Regions from separate parts of the Mus musculus genome. Here region 2 is linked to region 1. Evidence: chromatin contacts called from public HiChIP or PLAC-seq data. All regions are on one chromosome and are shown on one strand. Each heading gives the region's core, a stretch centred on a gene start, on an enhancer-like site or on the middle of the called end of the contact. The rest is flanking DNA. Distances are from core to core; before and after follow the strand shown. Region 1 has its middle 21 kb from the start of Gm39286. Region 2 overlaps Pard3 (par-3 family cell polarity regulator).

Evidence for each region. HiChIP or PLAC-seq counts read pairs in DNA pulled down with a chosen protein or histone mark.
Region 2: a contact with region 1 is called in a FOXA1 HiChIP or PLAC-seq map of pancreatic cancer cells. The contact joins two enhancer-like sites. A contact is called at or near these places in 1 of 115 datasets of contacts at active chromatin or transcription factors (pancreatic cancer cells) and 1 of 9 other capture datasets (pancreatic islet).

What each region holds. Positions count from the first base shown.
Region 1 is chr8:126,547,563-126,555,009 of GRCm38.p6, forward strand. No RefSeq gene overlaps it. Among named protein-coding and RNA genes, the nearest start is that of Gm39286, 21 kb to the right of the region's middle. Within about 2 kb of position 3,654, at least 122 of the 459 cell types and tissues checked have an H3K27ac peak or open chromatin away from gene starts, as enhancers often do. A contact at or near this core is called in pancreatic cancer cells, where this site is marked.
Region 2 is chr8:127,178,273-127,185,719 of GRCm38.p6, forward strand. The region is part of intron 2 of Pard3 (par-3 family cell polarity regulator); the gene reads left to right. Among named protein-coding and RNA genes, the nearest start is that of Pard3, 120 kb to the left of the region's middle. Within about 2 kb of position 3,964, at least 15 of the 459 cell types and tissues checked have an H3K27ac peak or open chromatin away from gene starts, as enhancers often do. A contact at or near this core is called in pancreatic cancer cells, where this site is marked.

The sequences.
Region 1 (7,447 bases), core at 2,404-4,903:
GAAAAGCCAGTAACGTGGGATCACTTCATGCCAGACCCAGGTAAGCCGCCTGGGCTGCGGCCAGATGGTAAACAGGGACATGGGCCTCAGTTTCCCCTTTGTGTTTTGAGCATATCAAGGAGAAAGTACACATGGGCTCAGTAAGGACAGAGGTGGACTGGGGTACTTTGGGGTGAGATGGCCTTTCTAGGGGATAGTGCTGTGGAGGAAGGCAGTGAAGACCACACGGATTGACACCAGGCTATCCCAACATTCATCTGCAAGGTCTCTTCTGGTCAAGCCACAATGAGGCCATTGTTTATCACCTGCGGGGCCCTAGCACCATATTTGGCTCCCTGTAGAAGACTGATAGATTATTTTGTCACCAGCTCTGGCTAGTGGCAGCCCTCCAGGACTCTCCACATTCCTTCACCCACCCTTCCTCCCTCCACTGTCCACTAAACAGGGCTCTGAAGACCTTTCCCTACCGCTTCCCTAGTAGCTGCAGACTCATTTGAGGAAGCTGCCTCTACATTCAGGAACTATCAGCACCCCGTGAATCATCTCCACCAGGGGAGCCACTGGCAGTAGCTGAGAGCATTTCTAGCCAAGCCACCCCCCTTCCCTTCCCTGCTGGGCTCCTTGAGTCTTCAGAGAACAGAAGCATTGGAACTCACAGGCTTGGGAAGAAAGATTCTCAGATGTTGGGGCCAATTACACTGCCTTGTGGGGTAGAAATCCTACTTGGGATTGAAAATGGGGCAAGGCCTAGCTGGAAACTGGCTTCCTGGTGTGTCCTGAACCAAGCGGCTGGTGGTCTGAGCTTGCGCTGGTTTAATAGGGACATTGTACCTGGATCTGGGAACATGGCTCAGTCAATGAGGTGCTTGCCTAAGTCCCTTATCATGTTTGTGCACATACCACACACACACACACACACACACACACACACACACACACACACACACCTCATACATACATACACACCACATACCCCACACATACACACACACACCACACAGATACACCATACTATACACACAAACACATACATACACAAACACACACAAGCAAACACACATTCATACACACCACATATCACACATATACCACACACACATACATACATATACACCACACCACATACACAAAAATGCACACAGAAAAAAACACACACACCACACAAACACACACACACATACGTACACACAAACACATACTCACAAACCACACACACACACACACACACACACATATATATGTATGTATACACACACACAAAAGCACGCACACACCCACACATTGGAACCTTAGTTAGGAGGAAGTCTGCCTCTCATATTTTCATAACAGTGTAAGCTTGTCCCTGATTGCTGCCTGCTGGAGGGGACAGGCATCTTGCTGGACTCGCATGCTCTATAGTCTTGACTTTGGTGCCTAGCCTGGGGCAAACTGACCACAGCTAAGCTGCTGCCCCACACTTTGGCCTGACATGAACCAAAGCCAGTCTCATGAGCTTGTTTCCTGATGTTACTGCTCAAAGAAAGAACAAGAGGATGACAGAAAAGAAGCTGTGTTATCTTGAGGCCTTGTGACCCTGCTTGAGGTCTGCTGGAGCTTCACATTTTCGGAGACAGCTCAGCTCCCCTCCTGGACTGCTTCAGGGAACTGCATGCTTGAAAGCTCCCTTTGGGGTTCAGAGAAATAGAAGTCAAAGGTGCATCACACCCCAGCTGTCGGCCCCATTTAGAAAGTCCCAGTCCCGTTTAAATATGTATTTATAAAGTTTTTTTGAGACAGTGCCTTGAGTTTCCCAGGCTGGTCTTAAACTTTTGAGTCTCCTGCCTCAGCTTCCTGAGTCTTGGGGATCGTAGGTCTGTGCTACCTGGCCCAGCTCATAATTAGTAGATGTATGAAAGATACCAGATTATATCTTTAAAATCCTAAATTGAGCTAAAGAATATATAAATGCATTGATAATTTCCCAATGATTAATACTGAATTCCCTCTGTATGGAGACTCTTGTGCACTGTTTAAAAGCATTCACCTGGGCTGGTGAGATGGCTCAGTGGCTAAGAACACCCGACTGCTTTTCCAAAGGTCTGGAGTTCAAATCCCAGCAACCACATGGTGGCTCACAACCATCTGTAACAAGATCTAACGCCCTCTTCTGGAGTGTCTGAAGACAGCTACAGTGTACTTACATATAATAAATAAATCTTAAAAAAAAAAAAAAAGCATTCACCTGTCAGAAAAAAAAAAAAAAAAGCCCTTAGCCAATGAGCTGTGGCCGGAAATGGGAGGTGGGAGTTCCAGGAGAGAGGAGGGTAGAGAATTATGGGACAGAGTCAGAGGCAAGAGATTCATTCTCTTAGACAGAGAGGAAGACAATGAACCTGCAGAGTAGTAGGTAACCAGTAGAAGAACATAGAATAAACTGGATTATTGAGATATGAGCTGGTCATGGGGCAGAGCCGAGGCTATGGCTAATCATTTATTAATAAATAATTAGTCTCAGAGTTGTTATTTCTGGGAACAAAGCAGTCAGGAGGCAAAGCCCAGCATAACAAATGGCACCCCACACTGGTCACTATGTGTAACTCAGAGCTTCCTCCCCTCCGCCACCACCACCTTGCTCCCCATAATAATGACTCTGGGACTTCTTTTACATGAATAAATTCCTAGGCCAATATAACCCTGGCTCTGTTTCCTATGTGTGTGTGTGTTCACACTTGCATAGAAACCAGAGACTGATGCTGTGCATCTCTTCACAGCTTTCCACCTTCTTCTTCTTCTTCTTCTTCTTCTTCTTCTTCTTCTTCTTCTTCTTCTTCTTCTTCTTCTTCTTCTTCTTCTTTGTCCTCCTCCTCCTCCTCCTCCTCCTCCTCCTCCTCTTCTTCCTCTTCTTCTTCCTCTTCTTCTTCTTCTTCTTCTTATTATTATTATTATTATTACAACTATTGTTATTGACATTATTATTATATATTTTGGGGATAGGGTCTCTCACTGAATCTGGAGCTCATAATTCAGCTGGACAGGCTGGTCAGTTAGCCCCAATGATCTCCTATTTCCATCTTCCCAGAGCTGGGCTTATAGGACGTACTGCCTCATGGGGTCCTAAATATATCACCTCAGTCCTTATGCTAGCACTTTACCAACTTAACTGTCCTCCCAGCCCCTAAAAAGAGCTGTCTTGTCCTCCCAACTCCAGATCAGGAAAGTAGGGCTCAAAAATCCAGCCCCTAAAACCTTCACTGTCTCCATGACAATGGGTTGAGCAGGGACCACCCAGCCGCTATGTGGTCAGAGTCTTAATGTGCAACGCAGACTCTCAACAGCAGCAAGTCAAACTCCGTGGACACAAATGTTCCACTTTAACCATGTTGAGGCCCTGCAACGACCCCATTCAAGGTCTAGTAGGTAAAAATAGATCTGTAGTTCTGCCCTCTTTCCTTGAGGGCTGAGGTGAGGGAAGGGATGGGGCTGAAAATGAATAAAACAGTTTCAATCCTCTGAGGATTGTGCAAGGTGTAAGGGTGAGTGTGGCATGTTCCGGCTAGGCTGGCAGAACTCCCGCTCTGACTCAGAAACAGAGAATTCACTCTAGTTTCCTTCTCTGGCTGCCTCGTTGATCAGCCACAGGGCAGGATGCATGCTGAGGCATTGAAATTTGGGTGACATGTCACACTGGGGGAAAGGCGGCCACTCATATGCTGAGTCATGGCTCTGGTACAGGCACTGAATGACACACACTCCAAAAAAAAAAAAAAAAAGACACAGAGCTGTCTGCCAGATTGGGGCTGGAGCCACGGGAGAACTGGGTGTCCGGGTGACTTGACACTCCCTGGAGATTTGGAAATCTCTCCGTGTGCAAAAGGAGAATGGAGACCTAACCTCAGACCCAGTCGTAATAAGAATCAACCCTGATTTGATTGATTACACCTGTAACCCCAGCACTAGGAAGGTGGAGGCAGGAGGATCGGAAATTCAAGTTATTTCCCAGTGTGAGGCTAGCCTGAGCTACGTGAGATCTTGTCTCAGTGAAATAAAAGAAAAATATAGCAATAAGTGTAAAGCGTTCCTGAGGCTAGCGGGATGACTCTGCTGTGTAAACTCGAGGGCTAGAGTTCAACCTCTGGAACGCACAGTTCAAGGAGAGCTGACCTCCACAGGCACACATCGTAAATGCATACACATATGCTAATAAATCACTTAAAAAACAGGTTAGTAAACTGTAAAAACATCAGCAGAGACCTTGGCGGAATCCCGGGACTATATGCTTCTGATTTCTCCTTCAGCAGTTGCCCTTGATGATGTCTGTAAGTTATTCCTTGAAAAAAGATGAGCTGTCAATCACCAGGCTGGTGACCCGCGCCCTTGGGCATGTGAAAAGTCAAGTGGAGATGACACAGTCACCCTATCACCCTGCTTATTCTATTGACACATTGGCAAAGTCCCCTCAACACCGCCTTCCTCCCAGGCTAACTGGTCGACCCCAGCAACAAGGTATCACCCTTTGTTGTCCAGTGAAATAGGACCAGTGATTGGCACTTTTGCAATAACAGAACAGAGGGGCCCTTGATCAGTGTCCATGTCTCCAGCACCAGTGTCCTGCCTCACCTTTCAGCTCCCAGAGCTTGGCTGCCTTAAGCTCTGTGGAGTTAGGGAGAATCTGGGGATGGGCAGTGAGAGTTATTGACCTGCTTCATGATCTATACACTGATGGAAGCAATGCCAGGCACAGCAAGCTCCTGTAACTGTAGTGCTGTGCTTATAATTTTATCCCAAGGTGGCCTTCACACTAACTTACTCATGTATGCTACAGGAATCTTTTATAAGTGAGGATTCCGGATATGGTGTGGTGTGTGTGTGTGTGTGTGTGTGTGTGTGTGTGTGTTCATGAACTGGGTGTGAACGTGAGTTCACCTGTGAGTGTGTGTTCATGCCTGTAAGTGAGCAGACCAGAGGACTGGTGCTGGCTTTTGTTCCTCCTCAAGTACTACTTACCAGACATTTTTGTTGTTGTTGTTTTGGTTTTGTGATTTTTTTTTTTCCCCACACTGTATTCCCGGCAGGTCCAGAACTCACTATGTAGACCAGGCTTGCCGTGAATTCACAGAGATCTGCTTGCCTCTGCTTCCCTAGTGTTAGGGTTAAGGGTGTGTGCCACCATGCCTAGCCACCATTGCATTTTGAGACAGTGTCTTTCACTAGAACCCAGGTCTCCCCAATAGTCTGGCAGCCCAGGAAGTCCCAAGGATCGGTCCGTTTCTGTTTCCCAGTGCTGGAATTACATGTGCACCTTGCTACAACCAAGTTTTTCACGTGGTTCTGAGAATCGAATCCATGATCTCAAGCTCACAAGGCAAACATTTACTGACTGAGCCTCTTCCCCAGTCATGTTTTGTGGTTCTCTGGCAGAATTGCCCTTTGCCTTCTACTGGGTTTGTGAATTAAAGGGCCCTAGCCCATACTCATCTGACCCTTTGCAATGGTTGAAGAGAACAGTCCATTAGAACTCCTCCTGGGTGAAGGCACTTCCCCCATGGAGTTGCTTAGCAGGGTCTTCTACCCTTTGCAATGGTTGAAGAGAACAGTCCATTAGAACTCCTCCTGGGTGACAGGCACTTCCCCCACGGAGTTGCTTAGCAGGGTCTTCTAGGACTGTGTTCCCATCAAGCACATGGGGCCTCTCTGCAGTGGAGGAGGGTGGGATCTGCAGGTGAATAGAGACAAAAACTAGAAAGAAGCCGTGGAAGGTGGGGATAGGTGTGTGTGTGTGTGTGTGTGTGTGTGTGTGTGTGTGTGATATTTGGCTCTTGGGAATCCTAGTCCCAGTACAAAGGTCCGATTAGATTCTTTGTTTCCACTTTGACTAAGTGGCCATCCCAGTACTTCCAGAGATGAGGACACACACACACACACACACACACAATCCTGAAATGAAGTTATACCACTTGGGTTCGAAGTTCTTTCCCCAAGAGCCATAAACCATCTAAGGAAAAACACAGTGTGACTCTCTTTTGCATGGGAAACCCTTTGCCGCAGAGGTGAGATGACATTGGTTAAAACACAGAGCAACGGCTCACAGCTGTGAAGCCCAGATGCATACATTTCTTGAACCCAAGGCTCAAAAAGTATCTCAGAGGAGGAGACAGAAAGATTTTAAGATGCAGAGAAGGACCTACCGGGAAGTCTGCTGTGAGATCCTGTCTCCTAGAAAAAGACAGTCAAGTTCCATTTGCAACATTGTAACAATCTGGCTGCTGAGACCTGGGCAGTAATAACATCAATAGACATGCTAATATGGAAGGGGAAGTCTCACTGGGTTCTGTCCCTAAACAAAGAACTACAGGCAGCTAATGATCCGTTGTGGAGAAAATTAATCTTCCCCAGGGATGAGTCCTTTAATCGGTTATACAATACCCAGTGGTCAGCCCTGAAATCATGTACATACAAGCAATAGTAAATGGACTCAGCAGGTTGCATTTATATATTTATGCATATATTGCAAAAATAATTATTAGACAAAAGGAGGCCTTGTACTGGAGGAATAAGGGGGCATGGAGAAAGAGAACACAGTGGGGTTGGAAGGAGGGAAGAAAGGAGGGAAATGATGTAATCATGTCTTAACTAAAATATCAAAAATAGAAAGAAGCTATGGGAATCGGGGACTCTCTTACCACAGATCTGCTTTCCTCTCACACCTATGGAATGTTGAATTTTTTTCCTGGTTCTGTTGTCTTGTTATTGTTCTCGCCAGCTTGTGTTTGTTCTATAGACAAGGACTCAATATGTAGCCCAGACTTTCCTGGAACTCACAATCCTCCTGCCTCAGCCTCCAGAGTGGCAGCTTCAGGTAAGCTCCACCACAACGGGCCACTCTTGGGAGACAGAGGACAGTTTATGGGAATCACCTTTCTCCTTTCACCATGGGTATCCTGAGGGTCTGACATCGGGTATCTACTAAGCCCTGTTCCTGACCCCACTCTCAGTTTTTTAGAGATTTGTTTTTCATTATTTTTAATTACATGTTCTATGTATATCTGTGTGGATGTCCTCAGACACCTGAAGCTGGATATACAGGCAAGAGCGGCAAGTTCTCTACTCTGGGCCATCTCTAGCGCCAAGCTCTTGGGTTTATTAACAGCCCACTTATGCCCAATCCAACCATCAAGCAGGGTCAAGCGGGTATTAGTCTCTGTCTGGGACATTTGGTAAGACTTCCACCTATCTTCCCCTTGCTTCTAGGTTTGCTCTGATGTCCACACCCTTAGATCTTAAGGATTAGAGCTTGGATTCCCCATTCCTATCTGAGGCTGCTCTCCAAGCTAACAGCCACCCACGGGGAACCTTGCTTAAATATGTACCTTTGGTTACTTTCACAACACTTCTATGAGGTAAGCTCTAATTTTGTGCCTCCTTGACAAATGAAGGAGCTGAGGGAAATAAGTCATTTCCCTGCTGGCAA
Region 2 (7,447 bases), core at 2,714-5,213, 630 kb after region 1:
AACTGCAAGGCTAGCCTGGGTTACATGGGGACAGAGGACTTTGTTATGATCAACTCAGGGCCACTGGAGGGGTCCTCACAGCTATCTGTCAATACCTTGTTAGCAAGCTCAGACCAGGAACAGATATGCATCAAACATACAAAAACCAAACACAATGTTTTGTAACATACAAATTAGAGACTGAAAAAAAATTACATTTTGCCTGCATGAGAGGTCTGTTTCTAGGCTGTCCCTCTCAAATATTTGATTGATTTACCATCAGAGATTATAAATAGGGAACCCATGTATAATGAGCACAGGGCATCTCTCTGGTTGTAAAGCCACACCTCTCCTGGACCTTAATTTTCTTCGTCTTGGTCGTTTTCGCTTTGTTTTAAAAACAGGATTGCACTATGAAGCTTAGACTGTCTCGGTACAGGTGGCAGTCCTCCTGCTTCACGGTCCCAGGGCTGCAATTAGAGGTGTGGGCCATGATGCCTGCCTGGTTCACCCTGTCTGAGGCTTGTGGTTGCTTCAGTTCTTAGAAACCAAACTTCTTCTTAGATTATAGATGGCCATACTGCCCCCTAGTGTTTTCTCTGTGCCCTACTCATAAGGATTTGGATTACAGAGCACATATATCTACTGAGATTTTGTTCCTGCCCTTGCATGAAAATGCAGCATCCTTAGAGCACAGTGCAGACAGGGAGAGTGTCTTTGTTTCTAGGGCTGCCGTTCCCTATGCACCCTCAAAATGGGTTCTGATTTTTTTTTTTTTTTTTTTTAGACCAGCACTCCTGTTCTGTCCATATTCCACTTTCTCTGTTTCTGTCCCATGTCAGGTCCCACGTTCTGTTTGCCTGGGAGAAACACAAGCTAGGATACTACCAGTTTGCATTTTATAAATAAAACATACAAAGAGATCAATGGGAACTTAAAAGATACAAAGATACATAAAAACATATACTTTGAAAGAGCCAGGCAGGCAGCCCTAAAAGATACATTGTAATACTGTATTTATGTTAAGACTCCATTTTTTTTAAAAAATAAGAATGGTGGTTGTATACATGGAGCTAAGTTATTTTTCCTCTGAATGGACCCATTTTTAAATTGTCGCCATAAAATGGTTAAGGTTGAATGAATATTTTAAAGCACATGAAACCTGGTCATAAGGGAAGTGAGTTTTTTTTTTTATTAAAAGTGTTTTTTAAAAAAATATATAACATGCTTGAGTAGTCAATACAGCCAACCCTGTAATGTATAAATTTTGCATCTGTGAATTCAACCCCAAGTCAGAAATATTCTGGAAAAGTAAATAAAAAAATGAAAACAAACCCTAAAAATTGCATTTTTAAAAAGTATACAGACCTTTCTGTCTCTTTGTTCTTACTTAAACAATGTAACATGGCAGCTGTACCCATCACATTTTAATGGTTCTGTTAGGTATTATGTAATGTAGACCGGATATAATGGGTGCAGGAGGAGTCAATGCTTGCCTGGCATGACTCCCAGCACCACCAATACAGTGCATGGCAGAGTTTGTGTGGATAAATTCTGTGAAAAGTTTGCACCATCTTGACACCAGCAATTTGAGCAGCTACCTAGGTGGTGGTACCTGTGGGATCCTGGGATCAGTCCCCCATAGATCCTGAAGACTGACTGCATTGATAAAGTTTTTACTGAGCTCAACAGAGGGTCAGTGGAGTTTTGGGTTCAGAAGAAGTGTTTGTCACGTAACAGGAAAGAAGCAAAGGCATTAAATGCTTAATTCACTTTTTTTTTTTTCCAGCAGGGGTACATAGGGGAAACTGTAAGCAGATGTGAATAGTCAGGGTCAGATTATAATTTTGGAAGGAAAAGCTAAGGGTCAGAATGTTCTGAGGATCTGACCTGGGGCTGTCTCTATCCCTAAGGGGATTGTATGGCCATCTCAGACCTGAGGGGAAATTTGGTTTCTAAGTAGGCAGGGTGTGGAAATGTGTGCTGTGTGCCTGTGTGGCAGATCAGTGCCCTCATGTTAACTAGCAGCTTGGGAAGAGCTTATGGTGGTCGAGCCCAAAGTTTTGAGTCTGATAAGTGAATAGATTCAGCGGCATCAAGGAAGTAGTCTAATAGGAAGTAGACAGATGTGATTGGGTCTGGCCTGAACTTCACTAATATTAGCACCATAGGCATTCTGCTGACCCGTGAAGCTATCTTGTCAATCATTTAAACAGCTATGCGTTGCTGTAGATTCATGGGTGCTTTCCCATGGAAAGGTAGGGGGCTTCTTGCATCCTGAATGGCAAAGTTTGGGTCATTTAGCTTAGCTCTGTGTCCACCTCTCAGGTCACATGTGAACGCCAATCATTCCTATCACTCCGTGTTGCTTCGAGGGGAGACTGTTACTTTACTTATATTAGTTGTCTTTAATTCTCACTTTCTTTTCTTTGAAGATCCTTTTCAGGAAGTGAACAGTAGGGTTCTCTGATAGTTCTTTGAACTGTTTTTTTTTTTTTTAATTTCCTTCACAATTTTACCGGCCCCAGGTGTGTTTTCCTTCACCTCATCTCATTAGAACCATGCCATCATACCCGTATTTCCTATAAGGCTGTCAGTTTCACATTAAACCACTTAATAAAGACAAGATGCGGACTGTGAGGTGGAAACGTCTGGTTTCTTTGGAAAGTCAGTTATGCCAAATGATGTTTTGCTGGGGCACACAGGTGAAAGGATGTTTTGCTATAGCAGACATGTGAATGAAAGTGCGATGTTAGCTGGGTGTGGTGACGCACGCCTTTAATCCCAGCACTCAGGAGGCAGAGGCAGGTGGATTTCTGAGTTCGAGGCCAGCCTGGTCTACAAAGTGAGTTCCAGGACATCCAGGGCTAGTCAGAGAAACCCTGTCTCGAAAAACAAAACAAAACAAAACACAAAAAAAAGAATGTGCGATGTTTAGAAAGAATATAAATATGACCCCATAGTCAGTGAGAGCTCAAACATTGGTTTGCTTTGCTCTGTCTGTCTTACTAGCATTGCTGACATGCATGTATTGGTTTATCTCGCATTGCATTGCTGAGCTCTGCCTATGGTAACTTCACAGAGAGAAACACTCACCAAAGAACTTCTTGTGAGGTTCCTGTGGCTTCTTGATATTTCCGTGGACTTGGGCCAGTTGTCAAACCTTGTGGTTTCTTCTGGATTGAACTGCCCTTGCTGATTTGTGTGTGGTGTCTGCCAAGTAGACTGGTCTGCAGCTGCTGATTCATGCTTGGTGTTTGCTAGTGGACTGGGCTAAGAACAGCAAAGATTGAAATCTCCCCCAAAGAACTATTTCTAAACAGGTCTGCTTCCCCGTACCCTAATAACCTTTCTCTTCTACTGCCTCTGGTGGGTGGTGGGCTAGAGTGGAGGTTGAACCCTTATTAAAGTTGGTTGAGAAAAATATATGCCTACAGATTGTCTTGTGGGCTCATGTCTTGTGTTACTGGGGCTCAGCGTATGAGCATCCCCCCATGACTAGTGTTCATGTCTGCGCACCATGCACTGCACTGTCTCTTCCTGGAATCTTATTTTTGCCCTGAAGTTTCATCTGATAGTCATCAGGGTCAGAGGTGGCAAAATCTGCTTTTTGACCAAATGTTGTGGACACACTGTGGCTTTCTCAGGGTCCTGTGGGTCAGCCTAACCTCTGTGCATTTCCATAGCCCAATCTCAGTACCTTCCTCTTTCTTTAAAGAATGTCAGCTCTTGATCATGGCTAGGCCATTGATGCTATGCTGTTTCCAGAGTTCATTGTAGAAACTGCTAGTTCCTAAGGAGGGGTTTTGTCTAAACAAAGAAGGAGTTCAGTTCTTTCTGGTGATGATTACTAATCTCTGGGGAATTGAGGAAGTCATTATTGGGTATTGGGGTGGAAGCTACTGGGACTCATCTGTTGTTGGATCTTATGAAACACAGTCTTTCTTTTTCAGCAGGTCTGCCCCCACACTCGGAACATTTTTCCCTCATTATCCTCTCTCAGAACTCTGAGTTCTGCCACTCTGGCAAGTCTTTAGCCGTCACATCTGCACCCCACCAGCACCACTTTCTTTAGCTGACAACTTTTAAACAGTTTCCTGACAAGTCTGCTTGCGAATTTGTACAAGCTCCTCTGTTTGATTGAGGAGTTTGACTAATCACTGTACATGGCTGTACTTAGGCCTGGACTGACTGATTCCCTTTCCCCAGAATATGTCTGTTCATTTGATGCTGTTTGGGAGCCTGTGAGCACACACAGGTGCATCTTCTCCTTGCTCCATTTGAGTGAGGCCATCGCACAGCTTCTGTGAGCAGTGTGGGAAGTGTAGGTTATCGTGGGGGTGTCTGCTGGAAATTTCTCTGCCTTGGTTTTGCCTGTTCCTTCAAGGATACTGACCAGGCCTAAAAATCTGTTTCAATTGCACAACTGCACTGAGAAGTGGGAAACCGGCAAGGGAAGGTTGGGAAGAATATCAGGGATAATGGGTTTTCTGAGGAAAACCCGAGATGCCTGCATGAGGGAGGCGGCCAGTTAGTGGCTTTGCCCTGTGCTTCTCCATACAGAACGTGAAGGACCCAAGGAAATGAACATGGCACATCTTCACTAAAAGCTGGGCCTCACCTCAGTATGCACTGTTAGACCTATGTACAGCCAGCCTCAGGTGAGGCCCCCAGTACTTGCTCAGTGTGACTTAATGCTGAGATCCACTCTCCTGGGAATGGGGTGGCTCTGCACAGCACAGTGGTTGCTTCATGGTGTCTCAGGTCCTAGGTGAGAGCTTTGTGTTAGCCTTGGAACCGCACAGGTGTCCCAGTTCTACTTCAGGAGAACGAAACGGCACTTTGGTTTTGCAGAGCAGCTGTGTGCTGAGAAGGACTTGGGAGTCATCTGTGCTAGGGGGCTTTATTGGCATCTTGAAGACTGTTGTCACATTGGGTTGGCTGAGGAGAACTTCCAGGTCCCTTGAGGACTAGGCTGGTAGTCCCAGTGGTTACCGAGGATAGGGAGCATCACTGTGGTGGCTCTCCGGACATCTTCAGTTCCTGCTCTGTTTGTCTGTATTTATTTTGGGTAACGGTTGGACCTCCTGCCTCATTTTCCCAAGTGCTACGGTTATAACCTTATACCACCATGCCCAGATTCTCTTTCTGTCCTCCCTGTGTGTAGCCACTTTTGGCTCAGTAGGTAATGCCTTGGATGGCAGAGAAACAGCTGGCTTGATTCCCTCTTAGGAAGGAGACTCAAGGGACAATGGGTGCTCAGTATTAAGGGAAAGATGCTGGGAATAAGGTTCCTTCTTTCCTCAGACCAAAAGAAAGAATATGTGGGAAGTGTTACTGCATTAATTTTTGCCATTTGCCTAATTCTGTGGAAGGGAGATGAGCAGGTGTCTGTGCAGTCTCTGGATACCATGTTTCCCTGCACATGCGTGGACATAGAACTTTTCCCACACTCACTGGATGGTGATGGCAGCTGCTTAGCCACTCCAGTGCACCCACTGCCAAAGTGTGGTCAGGATATGCTTGGCTTTTGTCTGCTCCCTTTGTGTGTGTGTGTGTGTGTGTGTGTGTGTCCGTCTGTTTGTCTGTCTCTCTCTGTGTCCATCTGTCTGTCTACACACACACACACACACACACACACACACACACACACTCTTTTCCTCCTTCTGACCTAAGTGATGGTAGTGTACCGAGCTGGCTGGCAAGAGAGTTTCCAAAACTAAACTCTTAAGTCTCAGAGTTTGCTAGGCCCTCTCTCATCATCAAGACAAGTACAAAAACAGTGACCTTTCTGGTTCTCCCCCTGTGTGCTGTGGAGTGCTGTAGTGCCCTGTCCCGGACCTCTGGTGATAGATATGCTTGGGACTATTAGCTTTGTGGTTGAGTTGCAAATCTGGGTAAATATTTGTGCAAAGCCAAGCCTGCCCCTGGCTGCCTGCATAGCCGTCTGTTGGCAGCTGTAAGTCCTTTGAAGTCCTGAAATCTGCTGAACTTGGACCCTCCGTCTCAGCCTTTGTAGCTCTGTGGGCATATTTAAAGCTGATGATGTTGCTTTCCTGTTTGTGGAGGACTTGTCAGTGGCTGTAAGTTTACCCTGGCTGCTTTCCAAGGAGCGGCAGGAATTCTGACCTGGCCAGGAAGTATTAAATGATAGGCCATCTGAAACAGCTGGGTGTCTGTTAAAGTGTCACCTGGGGAGATACACTATTTCCATATTTTTGTATATTATTTGGATTGTGTAATGTCACAGGACTTTTATCAAAGACACCTAGCAGCATCCCCAACATGCACTATAGCTCTTGGCACTGGGAGTAACACGGATTACATCAATATTAAAAAATAAGCTATCAAACATTCATGAAGGTTGTTGGATTTTCTCTCAAGAATGTCTTTGAAGCTGACTTAAAATTGCCACATCTGTTACGATGACTGTGTATGTGTTTGAAGATAATGAAGCATGAACCTTCAGTCTGTTTAAGTCAGACATAGTCCTCATACCTGTGCACAGACTCGTGGTGACCCTGGGATAAGGAGAGTTTTTCTGTTGATAAACATGTATTTTTGAGTATTTTATGTGAGAACTGCATATTGTGTTTCTCTCTGGAATTGATGCAGATCTGCATACATCCTGAACCTGGAGGAACCCCCTCGATTCTGCTCCTTGACGTCATTCTTTGAAATTTTAATTTAGGCTACTGAGGCAGCAGCTACATTCCACCACAGTATCTGCTGTCTACACAGGACAAAGTTGGATTTCCAAGTGTGTTGTTCTTTCTTTCCTTTGTGGAGTGCTTGCCACAATTCACTCATCCTGGGATTTCTCTCCAGTAGTTCTTGTCAACCATTAATAGTCACCAGAAGGCAGCAAGCAAAGCCCTCACCTTTTCACAGCAGCTGGAAATCACAAAGTAATTAGGGCTACAAGGAGCTTTTGAGACTATGAGCTCTGGCAGCGGTTTGATTTTGTGTCAGGTAAAGATCTGCTCCTGCGCACTCAAAGGAAAAAACATCTTTCAAAGTTTCCATTTTCACTGCCTTTCCTGTTTTATGTGGCAGACTGCAGAATTACTCCAAGTCTGGGGAATATTTGTAAGATTGCTGAGTTTGCTAAAGCTTTGCCCGACAGACTCTCACCGTCGCTTTCCTTATGTGCTTTACATATTTCCTGTCAGTAGATGCCCCACTGATACCTACAGTGCATCTTCTGGATGTGAGGTGTAGCCTTGATAAAAGACAAGCCGTCACTCTAAAGGGATGCAGCTTCCGGCTTGCTACTTATTATGTAGGGAGTCCTAGGCCATGCGGGTTTATTCTAGGAAGGGATGAATAATGGATCGTTCTTCAGTGTGATTCTTACACGCAGAAGAAAAAAAAAGTTTAAGTTCTTCTTGTGAAATTGTTATTGCTGGTGAAGGCAAAGAAGTAGTAGTAGTTGGGATTGGTGGTGTAGCTCAGCAGAGAGAGAGAG